Regions from separate parts of the Lactuca sativa genome. Here region 1 is linked to region 2. The links are chromatin contacts, called in public Hi-C maps. All regions are on one chromosome and are shown on one strand. The core of a region is the stretch at or near the end of the contact, and the rest is flanking DNA. Distances in the headings are between cores, read along the strand shown.

What was found. A called contact is a pair of places that touch in the nucleus more often than the background predicts.
Region 1: a Hi-C map of bud shows a contact between it and region 2, with 10 times the contacts expected there. The contact joins the promoter of LOC111882099 here to the promoter of LOC111882106 in region 2. A contact is called at or near these places in 3 of 4 Hi-C or Micro-C datasets (bud and leaf).

What each region holds. Positions count from the first base shown.
Region 1 is chr4:193,477,162-193,482,167 of Lsat_Salinas_v11, reverse strand. LOC111882099 (zinc finger protein BRUTUS-like At1g18910) reads right to left here and starts at 2,053. Exons shown (of 13, transcript XM_023878462.3): 1 at 1,619-2,053; 2 at 1,134-1,355. The coding sequence starts at 1,852. It overlaps LOC122197381 (a long non-coding RNA gene), which reads left to right and starts at 1,965. Exons shown (of 2, transcript XR_006190770.2): 1 at 1,965-2,097; 2 at 2,243-2,289.
Region 2 is chr4:192,792,658-192,798,093 of Lsat_Salinas_v11, reverse strand. It overlaps LOC111882106 (protein NUCLEAR FUSION DEFECTIVE 4), which reads left to right and starts at 1,937. Exons shown (of 2, transcript XM_023878472.3): 1 at 1,937-2,736; 2 at 3,086-4,405. The coding sequence starts at 2,263. The coding sequence ends at 4,171.

The DNA of each region.
Region 1 (5,006 bases), core at 804-3,303, 680 kb before region 2:
TCATAGTCATTTTATGTATTTATTTAAACCACAATCATTTTGTAATAATAACCCATCTATCTTTGATCATTTTAATAAGCTTCTTCTATTTTGAAAAAACTGAATTAAACAAGGGTCAATAATACCGACCAAAATGTAGAATTTTACCGGCTATTGCCTGTTTAGGTTTTGGGTCTTCTCCAACAGATCTCCGGCGACACTGCAACCCCTCGCACCCCACTGGGTTAAGGTGTAGGCAATGAAACGAAGATGAGATATTTGTGGGCTTGTGATTATAAAGATTGCGGTGGTTTAGGCAATCGCCGGAATCTCCTGCCGCCGTCGCCATCGGAGGACCACTTATCGCCCTTACTCTGTTTGCAACAACTGCAATGGTTTTAATCACCGCTACACTACTTTATTCTGCTGTTGTGTGCAGCAGACTTTATATTTGTGGCAGCGGTGGTGGAATTTGTTCCGGTGGCTGTGACGGCAATGGCGGGCATTGCGGCGTTTGGATGGTTTCTCCCGTCAGTCAGGTAGAGGTGGCAACCACTGCTCTGGGTCTGGCCATCTGTTCTTTACAAACAGATCTTTCTCGCATTCCTTTTTCGTTTCAATCTCGATCTCTCCACATAACCCTAATCTTTGTCTTTTGATTCATAAAATTAGGCCATCGAATTCAAGCTAACTACCAAGAAAAGGTTTTGGTTTCTGTAGTTGATTGATCCATAATCCTAGAGTGCAACATTTTCAGATATTCTAACGAAACCCTTGCAAAAGACTGGATGCATTTAACTTATTGTGGAATGTTGAGATTAATTGGTATCTATATTCCGAAATTCAATAATATTGTGTTTTTGTTATGATATATTTAAAGGGAAAGTTTCAGAGTTGTACTATATTTCAGTGCAAATAATTCCAAATTTGTAGTTAGCCAAGTCTATTAGAAGGTAATGTGTGTTTATACAGAGCTGTTTAATCATGGTCTTTGTTTCCTTCAAGCATAAGGACCTCATGCCAAATTAGTACGTATATATGTAGCATAATCGTACAAATGAAAATGGGATCTCAGGACAAATGCCCATAATCTCCACAAATGAGGAACCCAATTTAATATGATTGTGAGCATTAAGCAAGAATGTGTGTCATACCTGTTCTTCTTCTTTGGCCATATGTTTGCAAATGCTGGATTGCAATGTACAGATGAAGTACACAAGTTCTTGAAATGGCTTGGAAATAGACCTTTCATCTTCCTTCTCCAAAACATCTAAATAATGGAAAATCGAGTCCAAAATATCCTCTGAGCTTGTGTGCTCAAGTGAATACGCAGACACCACATTCTTTACATGTACATCCAGAGCTCTAAAAATCACCTGAAATTAATCAAGTGAAATGTGCCTAAAAACCTCAAATATCATCATAGTCAATTGGATTACTTAAGCATTTAGCTCACAAACAATCAATTCGAAACAAATCCTTAATTATAAGCAGAAAAATTCAAAGTTTAAAAGTCAACCCGAGGGAAAAGTTCATGAAAAAGGTAATAAGCTATTCGACGGTGGTTTCAACATAGAGTAATTAGTGTCGGTGTTAAATTATTAGTAAACAGAAATCAGATTCAGGAAAATGAAGAAACCTCATCTTCAGCAACGGAGTGATACTTATTAACAAGCTTCAGAAACTCAAATCTACGGCGGAGTTCCTGAATCAAGTCAACACCGTAGATCCTGCTGTCCAACGCCTCCGCCGCAGTACGACGGAGGTCAGTAACTTCTTCACGAAGAGCATTGTGAAAGTGCAACAACAAGAGAACAGGAGCTTCACGGAGTCGAACACCAGGGATAACAGCAAGTTCAAATGCCGACGACATAAGACTGAGAGAGAGGGAGATGTCAACGCTTTGCGATTACTTCAGGCGGTATCTCCGCCTCCTCCTGAGGGGCGGAATTGAGCTAGTCGTCGTCAGCCATAAAAACGTCGACCACCGCCGCATAACACAGAAAACGACGAGAGAGACAAAGGGAAGTTCCGGCATGGAAGTTGTGGTGAATATAACGACCACTGCAGAGTCTCAGGCATTATCTCTCTGGCATTGGCCGTTCAAAGCTTCGTGCGGTATTTTATTTATTTTTAATTATTTATTTTTGGAATTATTAAATTTGGTCGTTTGTGTAACGACGGTGTGATGATTGAGATGTTGTACCTAACGGCCTTCGCCTCCTATTTTTTAACGGGGGGATGCTTCCACGTTTGTCTGTAGGTTAGAGATGAAGAGGCGTTGAACATGCTGTTCCACGGTTTACTCTTTGCACGCGCCTCTAGACCTAAATCAAATAATATTTAGAGAAAAGAAAAAACTATTTTCTTTAATTTTGTATTACAAAATAATGAAAAAATTAAGGACAATTATTGTCACCCATTTTAGGAATAAAAAATTGAAAATTTTTTCATAAAAGTTTTGAGTCTATGTTATTTTTTACATTTAACATTTCATTTATTAATTTGTTATAATTTTAACTATATTGACTAGGTTGTCTGTTGACGTGTTATGATGATGTAAATTTTCAAACTATGTTTTTTTTTTCAATTTTGGCACATAGTTTGTTCAAAATCGAACATTATTTTTTTTAATTTCTTTTTTAATGTTGTCATTTTTTTATTCCGAATCGAACATCATTTTTTTTTAATTTTGTACGTTTTAAAAACGACACTTCATTTTCTTGTTTAATATTGTTTTTTTACAATTGAAATTGTATAAATAATTTTTTTATATTTGAAACCACATAAATATATTTTTTTATTGATAATATGGTTTTTGCATTTTAAAACCATATCTTTTTTTTGTATATATACAATGTTATTTATATTTAAATCATAATGTTATTTATAAATATGTATTAATTATATTATAGCTGTATTTTTCATATATTGTTTGATTATGTGGCGCTGGCGTGACAAGATAACTGATTAACTTGAAACCACATTTTGGATAATCCAATAAAACTTAATTTGGATTTCATATAAAATCTAAAATTCCGAAACAAAAATACATTTAGCCTCTTTGATATTCTTTGAGAGAAGATTTTTGCATAGTAATGTTAAGTGGAGAAAAAGTATATATATGTAAGAACCAAAAATCATAAATATATATAACGAACGGTCACTTGGTAATTAAAGCAACCCCAAACCCTCGTGTTCTTGAGATTAAATTAGATTATCTTACTATTTGCATCTCCAAGCTCATATAAAAGTTGTCTATTTGATGATAAGTACGATTATAATATAATTAATATATTTGTACATAACATTATGGTTTAAATGTAAAAAGAACATTGTATTTATATAAAAATGTGGTTTTTAAATAAATATATATACATACATACATATATATATATATATATATATATATATATATATATACATACATATATATATATATATATATATATATATATATATATATATATATATATATATATACACGGTTTCAAATGTAAAGAAAAATAATTTATATGATTTCAAATGGAAAGGGGTCAATATTGAACAAGATTAGGATTGATGTTTGATTTTTGAATAAATTAATATTCTTGAAGTGGTACTAAACATGTAAACGGGGAACACAATGATTAACTAATGAAATGACTAATTAAGGTCTCCACTTAATGATCCCAAAACAAACAAAGACTTGTATTGCTTAAGTTCCGAAACACAAAACAAACTAAATTAAATATGCTCAAGCCAGTTCATTTGCAAATCTATTGCCTTTGACCTTATGTGACTATCATAGTTGATCCTTTGACCTTGTCTGACTATCATACTTGATCAATGACATTTGCTTGGAGAATGGATCGACAAGTTCAATGATACTGACTTGTCAAGCTTAAGGCATACGAGTCGCCAAACTTGGTACATGATATAAAATACAAGATCGATCTCTTAGTAAAAACATGTGGGACTCAGCTCATTTCCTCTATCTCAACAGTAGAACTAAGACATTAACATTGCTCAATGCCATGACATGCTTTATAAGCACGGGTCCCCAGACTTGGTACATGACATAACATACAAGGTCAATAATTCATTTTATGATGAAACATAAAAATGATAGACAAATATCTCTAAGAAAACAACTGTATATCATAATTATTTAATCTCATATTCGACCACATACATTCATATATTTTTAAGCACGGTTCTACCAAAAAACATATATGATCAACCAAATACCATATAAAGAACTGCGCATCACATAAATATTCACATTTCATATATAAGCAACCTTTATTTATTTAACATTTTATTAATAACCATTGTTTTGTTATATATTCAACATTTTAATGTACAACTAACATTTTGTTATTTATTCAACTTTTATTATATTTATCCAACCGATTGATAGACAATTGTAACGCCCCGTTCTTGAAATATCTATATATGGGATCCCGAGAGCAAGAGTAAGGGCGTTTCGGTCCTTGATGTGGATATAGACTTTAGCGGGAACGGCTTGATGGAGGGGATTAACAAAGGGGCACCATGCATGCCTTGCATGCGCGCTTGTGGTTGGCTGGGTACGCCCAACGTAAGCTGGATGTACGCCCAACGTAGTGGAGGAAAGGAACACGGAGGTCTCTTGGCGTACGCCCAGCGTACGTCTGTCATCTAGAAACCCTAAATTTAGGGTCAGCCACTATATAAGGAACATAATGGTTCTTACCCTAGCCTCCATAAGCACTCTCTTAACCTCAGAAACCCTAGATAGCAGTCCCACCTCCATTGTGGGTGTGTTTGGCCTTGGAAAGCTTGTTTTGGCAAAAGAGAGTCTTGAAGAAGAAAGAGGAAGTTGTCAAAGAAGGAGTTGTGTGGCTGGAGCTTGTAGATCTGGAAAGACATCATATTCTGAGGCTCTTTTGAGGTAAAAAGTCTCTAGCTTGGCAATCATATTGTGTAGATATATGTCTAGTGAAGTTTTAACATCATTCTTGTCCCAAAAACCCTCATCTTGATGCATGTTTCAAGTTGGTTGA
Region 2 (5,436 bases), core at 688-3,187:
CTAGCCGTTGAACGGCTAGTTTTGTAAAAAGAAAAAATAAATAAATAAATAAACAATTTATTTACCTATAAATACCACATTTTTACTCCTTATTTTTTACACCATTCTTTTCTTTCTCTATACACAAACTACACACTACATCTTCACAACCAAAAATCATGGATCCCAACCAAAATACTCCTCCAAATTACCGAAATCGCAAACCCGATAACACTTTTGCGTTAGATACAACACCTCGACAATTCCCGACGATGGAGTCACCTCAAGGCGGTTTTATCAATCTACTTCAAAGTGGTTCCCCTATCCAACAAACACCACTTTTCCAACAACAATATCAACCTTTTCCGGCTTTCCAACAACAACAAATGCAACAACAATACCAACAATTCCAACAACTCCAACAACAATAGTCACAACAACAACAACCACCAATTTCACAACCACCACTTTCGTCAGATTTTGTTCCGGAAACGCAACCTTCACCACCACCTCAACCAAAAAAGAAAAAAGGAAAAAAACCGGCCCGACCCACTACCACCCAAGAAAGGGTCCCATGGACAAAAGAAGAAGAAGAAAAGTTAGCGGAGGCATGGGTGGCGGCTTCCGAAGATCCAATTGTAGGAGATAGTCAGCCTTACGGAAGTTTTTAGGAAAAATTCCGAGCCATTTTTTACGAGTTAATGGAAAGTGAAACTCGAAATGCCGATCAAATTACGTCGAAATGGCGAGATATTCGACTAAAATGCACCGAGTTTGGAGGAATCTACAACAACCTCCTAAACATACGCAAAAGCGGCTCGAACGATTTTGATGTTTTCAAGGCGGCCATGGACCAATTTGAAAAAACAACGCCAACACGCAAAGCTTTTCCGTATATGAAACCGTGGCTAAAATTGAAAGACGCCCCAAAATGGAAAGAGCAAACAGAAGGAAGTTCCCAATCTTCCGGTTCAAAGCGTTCGAGAAACTCCGATGGAACTTCTCAACAATCGGACGGCCAAACACACATCGACATCAACGACGATCCGATAGATCTTGAAAACGACCAACCTCTTCGTCGGCCCGTTGGAAGAAATAAAGCAAAAGAAGTGGCGTCAACATCTTTAAATTCTAGTGTTATGGATATGTTTGGCAATAAATTTGATCGATATGTGCAACTTCAAGAAACGAAGGCCGAGGTGATGACTCAGATGGAACAAAAAATGATCGAAGCACAAACATCATTTCAAGAGACACTCCAAACAAAAACCGATATGGAAATCTTGAAAATGAAAACGGACGACCTTGAGGGCGAAGACTTGGAACTTTTCCAAGCAATGAAAGAGTCGGTTTGAGCCCGACGTAGGCGTAGGGGGTAGTTTATTTTATTTATGGTTGGAATTTTTAGTTTTTTTTTTAATTTTTTTTTAAATTTAACTAATGTAATTTTTATTTTGATTGTTATTTTTATTTTATTTTTTAATTTCAATTAATTTAGTTTTTATTTAATGTAATTTGGTATTTTAATTTAATGGAAAAACTAGTATTAAAAAAATGTTTTTAATGTATTTTTGAATTAAATTTAAATAACAAAATGAGGTGGAGTGGTGTGTTTAGTGGTGAATATCTCATATTAGTGGTAGTGGAATGTGGTATTGATATGACACCCACCACATATATGATATGTGGTAGGTATAACGGATGGTCTTAACTGAATACCGATTTTTACAATTGCAATTGTACACATTCAGTGAAATTATGACCCAACCATTGAAATTTCTTGGAGGCAGTTGACTGGACTTAATATTATTGAGCCAAGATAATAAATATATGTAATAATACATATGGGATAATAATTATGATTCTATTTTTCTAATATCTTGGGCCTTGGCCAACTCGTCCATGTATTGGGCCGACTCCCTGCCGTTGCATCTCCTGTCAATCCTTTTTTCACCATAAACACCGCCCCAAAATTCATAGACGATGCATGAAGACATAAGTGGAGTATGGTGTCATCGGCTAAGTGGAGTCTATGGAACGTATCGCACCACACCATTCAACGAAAATATTGGAACCCTTTATATTTTATTTCAAAACTCGACTAATACTCCTGGCCATATCTCCTCCCTATACCTGTCGAGTTGATCATCTAGCTGTTGGTTCCGTCTGTATTTTATAAACAATTAATCCACGCCACTAGGCCACCATCAATCGATACAGACACGTATTTATTGGAATTGACATTTACAGGATAAAATTTCCCCTTTCGGAAAATCAAAAAGAATGGAAAACAGCAAATGGGTAGCTACGGTGGCGAGCATATGGATCCAATGCAGCTGCGGCGCCTCCTACGCCTTCGGAATCTACTCCGCCGCCCTCAAATCCAGCCAAGGTTATGATCAATCGACTCTCGACACCGTCTCCGTCTTCAAAGATATCGGTGCTAATATCGGAGTTTTATCCGGTCTCCTCTACCACGCCGTCACCAATAACCACCGCGATTCAACGCCGCCGCCGTCGTCTCGTTTCGGATCCGGACTTTCGCTCGTCTACTTGGCTGGAGCGATTCAGTGCTTCGCCGGTTACTTCCTTATGTGGTTGTCCGTTACCGGAGTTATCGACAGGCCGCATGTCCTGTTCATGTGCCTCTTCATGTTTATGGCGGCACACGCACAGACTTTCTTCAACACCGCAAATGTCGTCGTCGCCGTCCGGAACTTTCCCGATTACGGTGGAACAACCGTCGGCATTATGAAGGTAATTCATTCAATTTCTGTTGTTGATTGTTATTCATCGCTATTTTACTCCGCTCACATCATTTTACAAAAAATTCCCTAAGATCAAATTGCTACGTTAGATTCCAAATTTCGATGATCTGTGAATGTTTTTAGTAGAATTTTCTATCGATCGCAAGAAGTTAAAAGTGATTAAGATAAACATAGGACACATGAATGATGAATCAAACTTATCCAAAGATTCAAATCAAATGCAGTGGATAGTTGTACCATACTGTTGAAGTTTCATCACTGTAGATGTTTAAAATATTCTCAACGTACAAATTTTCATCCACTGTTTAACCAAATCTACTCATATTTTAATCAATCAGGGGTTTCTTGGATTAAGTGGAGCTATCCTAATTCAGATCTACCAAACTCTATTTTATGGCAAACCAACAACTTTCTTACTGATGCTTGCTTTGTTTCCAACCATCGTCTCTCTACTATTCATGAATTTCGTTCACGAAAACCCTTCAAACACAACTCACGACAAACACCATCTAAACAACTTCTCACTAATCGCACTCGCCATAGCCACATACCTAATGATCATCCTCATCTTCCAAAACATCTTCATCTTCCCATCATGGGCTCACTTCCTCACAACAATCATTCTCCTAATTCTCATCTCCTCACCTCTTCAAATCGCACTCACAGCTCAAAGAAACGAACGAGAGGAATCATCTTCACCAACAATAACCCCATTGATTGTAGCTTCAGAAGCTCAGGTGGATTCACATTCAGTAGTTGAAATGAACCTGATACAAGCAATGAGCACAGTCAACTTCTGGCTCTTATTTCTAGCCATGATTTGTGCAATGGGATCAGGGTTAGCGACAATCAACAACATATCTCAAATAGGCGAGTCTCTTAACTACTCAAAAGTTAAAATCAACGCAATGGTGTCGCTATGGAGTATATGGAACTTTCTCGGAAGATTCGGAGGTGGATTTGTGTCTGATTTGATTTTACACAGATACAGTTGGGGGAGACCACTGTTCATTTCTCTTACACTCGCAGCAATGGTGATTGGCCATTTGATCATAGCATTAGGAGGGAGTTTATACTTTGGTTCAGTGATTGTAGGAGTTTGTTATGGAGCACAGTGGTCTTTAATGCCTACGATTACTTCAGAAATATTTGGGGTGAAACATATGGGGACGATTTTTAACACTATAGCTGCTGCAAATCCTGTTGGATCTTATATATTTTCTGTGAGAGTGATTGGAAGTATTTATGATAAAGAAGCAAGAGAAGAAGGGGGTTCGTGTTTTGGGATTCATTGCTTTATGGTTTCGTTTTTTGTGTTTGCTGGGGTTTGTGTTTTTGGAATGTTTGTCTCATTGGTGTTGTTTTTTAGGACAAAGGGGTTTTATGTGTTGCTTATGGAAAGAAGGTCGAAGCACCTTGAGTAATATGACTCGAGAAGATATTTGAATTGTACAAGAGTTTTGAGTATTTGTACAATAGTTTATAGATTTGTGTTAAAGTGCAAAATATACAGAAAATGTATTTGAGTTTCGTGATTTTAGGTAAATGGTAAGTAAAATGATTGGGCGAGTTGAAATATGTAAATAAGGATTGTTTTTGAGTTTATTCATTAAAGGGGAATCACTGAATAAATAGTTATTGCTATTTAATTTATGTAACTATTCGTTTTTTTAATATCGTTTGTTGGTGTAATTTGCACGTTTTCATTTTTTAATATCGTTTGATGGTGTAATTTGCACGAGATCTTAAATCAACGAGTTGGCTCTGTCTCTTTTACTTTACTTTACCTATTTATTTATTTATAGTGGGAAGTGGGATGTTTTATTTGTTAACAGTTATGACTCACAATCATCTAATTTTCCTCTTTTATGGGACTTGGATTTTATTGTTGCTGTATTTGTTGTACAGAAAAAAAAATATTACTTTTAATCTTTTATGGGAACTGGGGGTGTTTCGATAGGAAATTGCTTATAGTTTACATAATTAAACTGAGTCCAGTTAATTAATCATAGAAAAAATATTACTTTTAATCTTTTATGGGCTATTAAAAATAAAATAAAAGTAAATGATAAAATTATTTTTTTATTTTTTCATTATTATGGGTGCCAAGGTTGGAAGAAGAGATGGTTGGCGCAGATAATTGCGTCGGTGGTTGGATTTCATGGTGGTCAGCACTCCGTATTGACAACTTGTTTTAACTATTGCAACAATATCTTGAAAGATAACGTTAACGTTCTAAAGCTTAGAAATTATTATTTTTTATTGCACTTCTTACTTCTCAGTGAATGTTAATAGGTTTTAAGAATTGTAAATAAACTTTCGTGATGAAGTTAATAAGCATAAAGGATTTATGTGTTTATGGTTTCTTGAGTCTAGAATCGCAATTTTGACTTGTGGACTTTTTGTCAACTTGAGGTTGATGATGAATTATATAAAATTGACATGTAATATGTTAATAGAGGATGAATTGTAAGTTCAATGTGAAAAGATGATGAATTTTAGTAATGTCATTTGTGTTATGTCATTCTTGTCCATGGAAAGACTCGTGGAACATAGGTGTAAATACTTGACAATTTGGAAATTTGAATATCATCGTGATATTTTAACAATTCAAGTAGATGTTAACATTGACAAGTTGGTTATACCCGTTAAACAATACTTTTATCCCCTATGTGATGTTTTGGGTTGG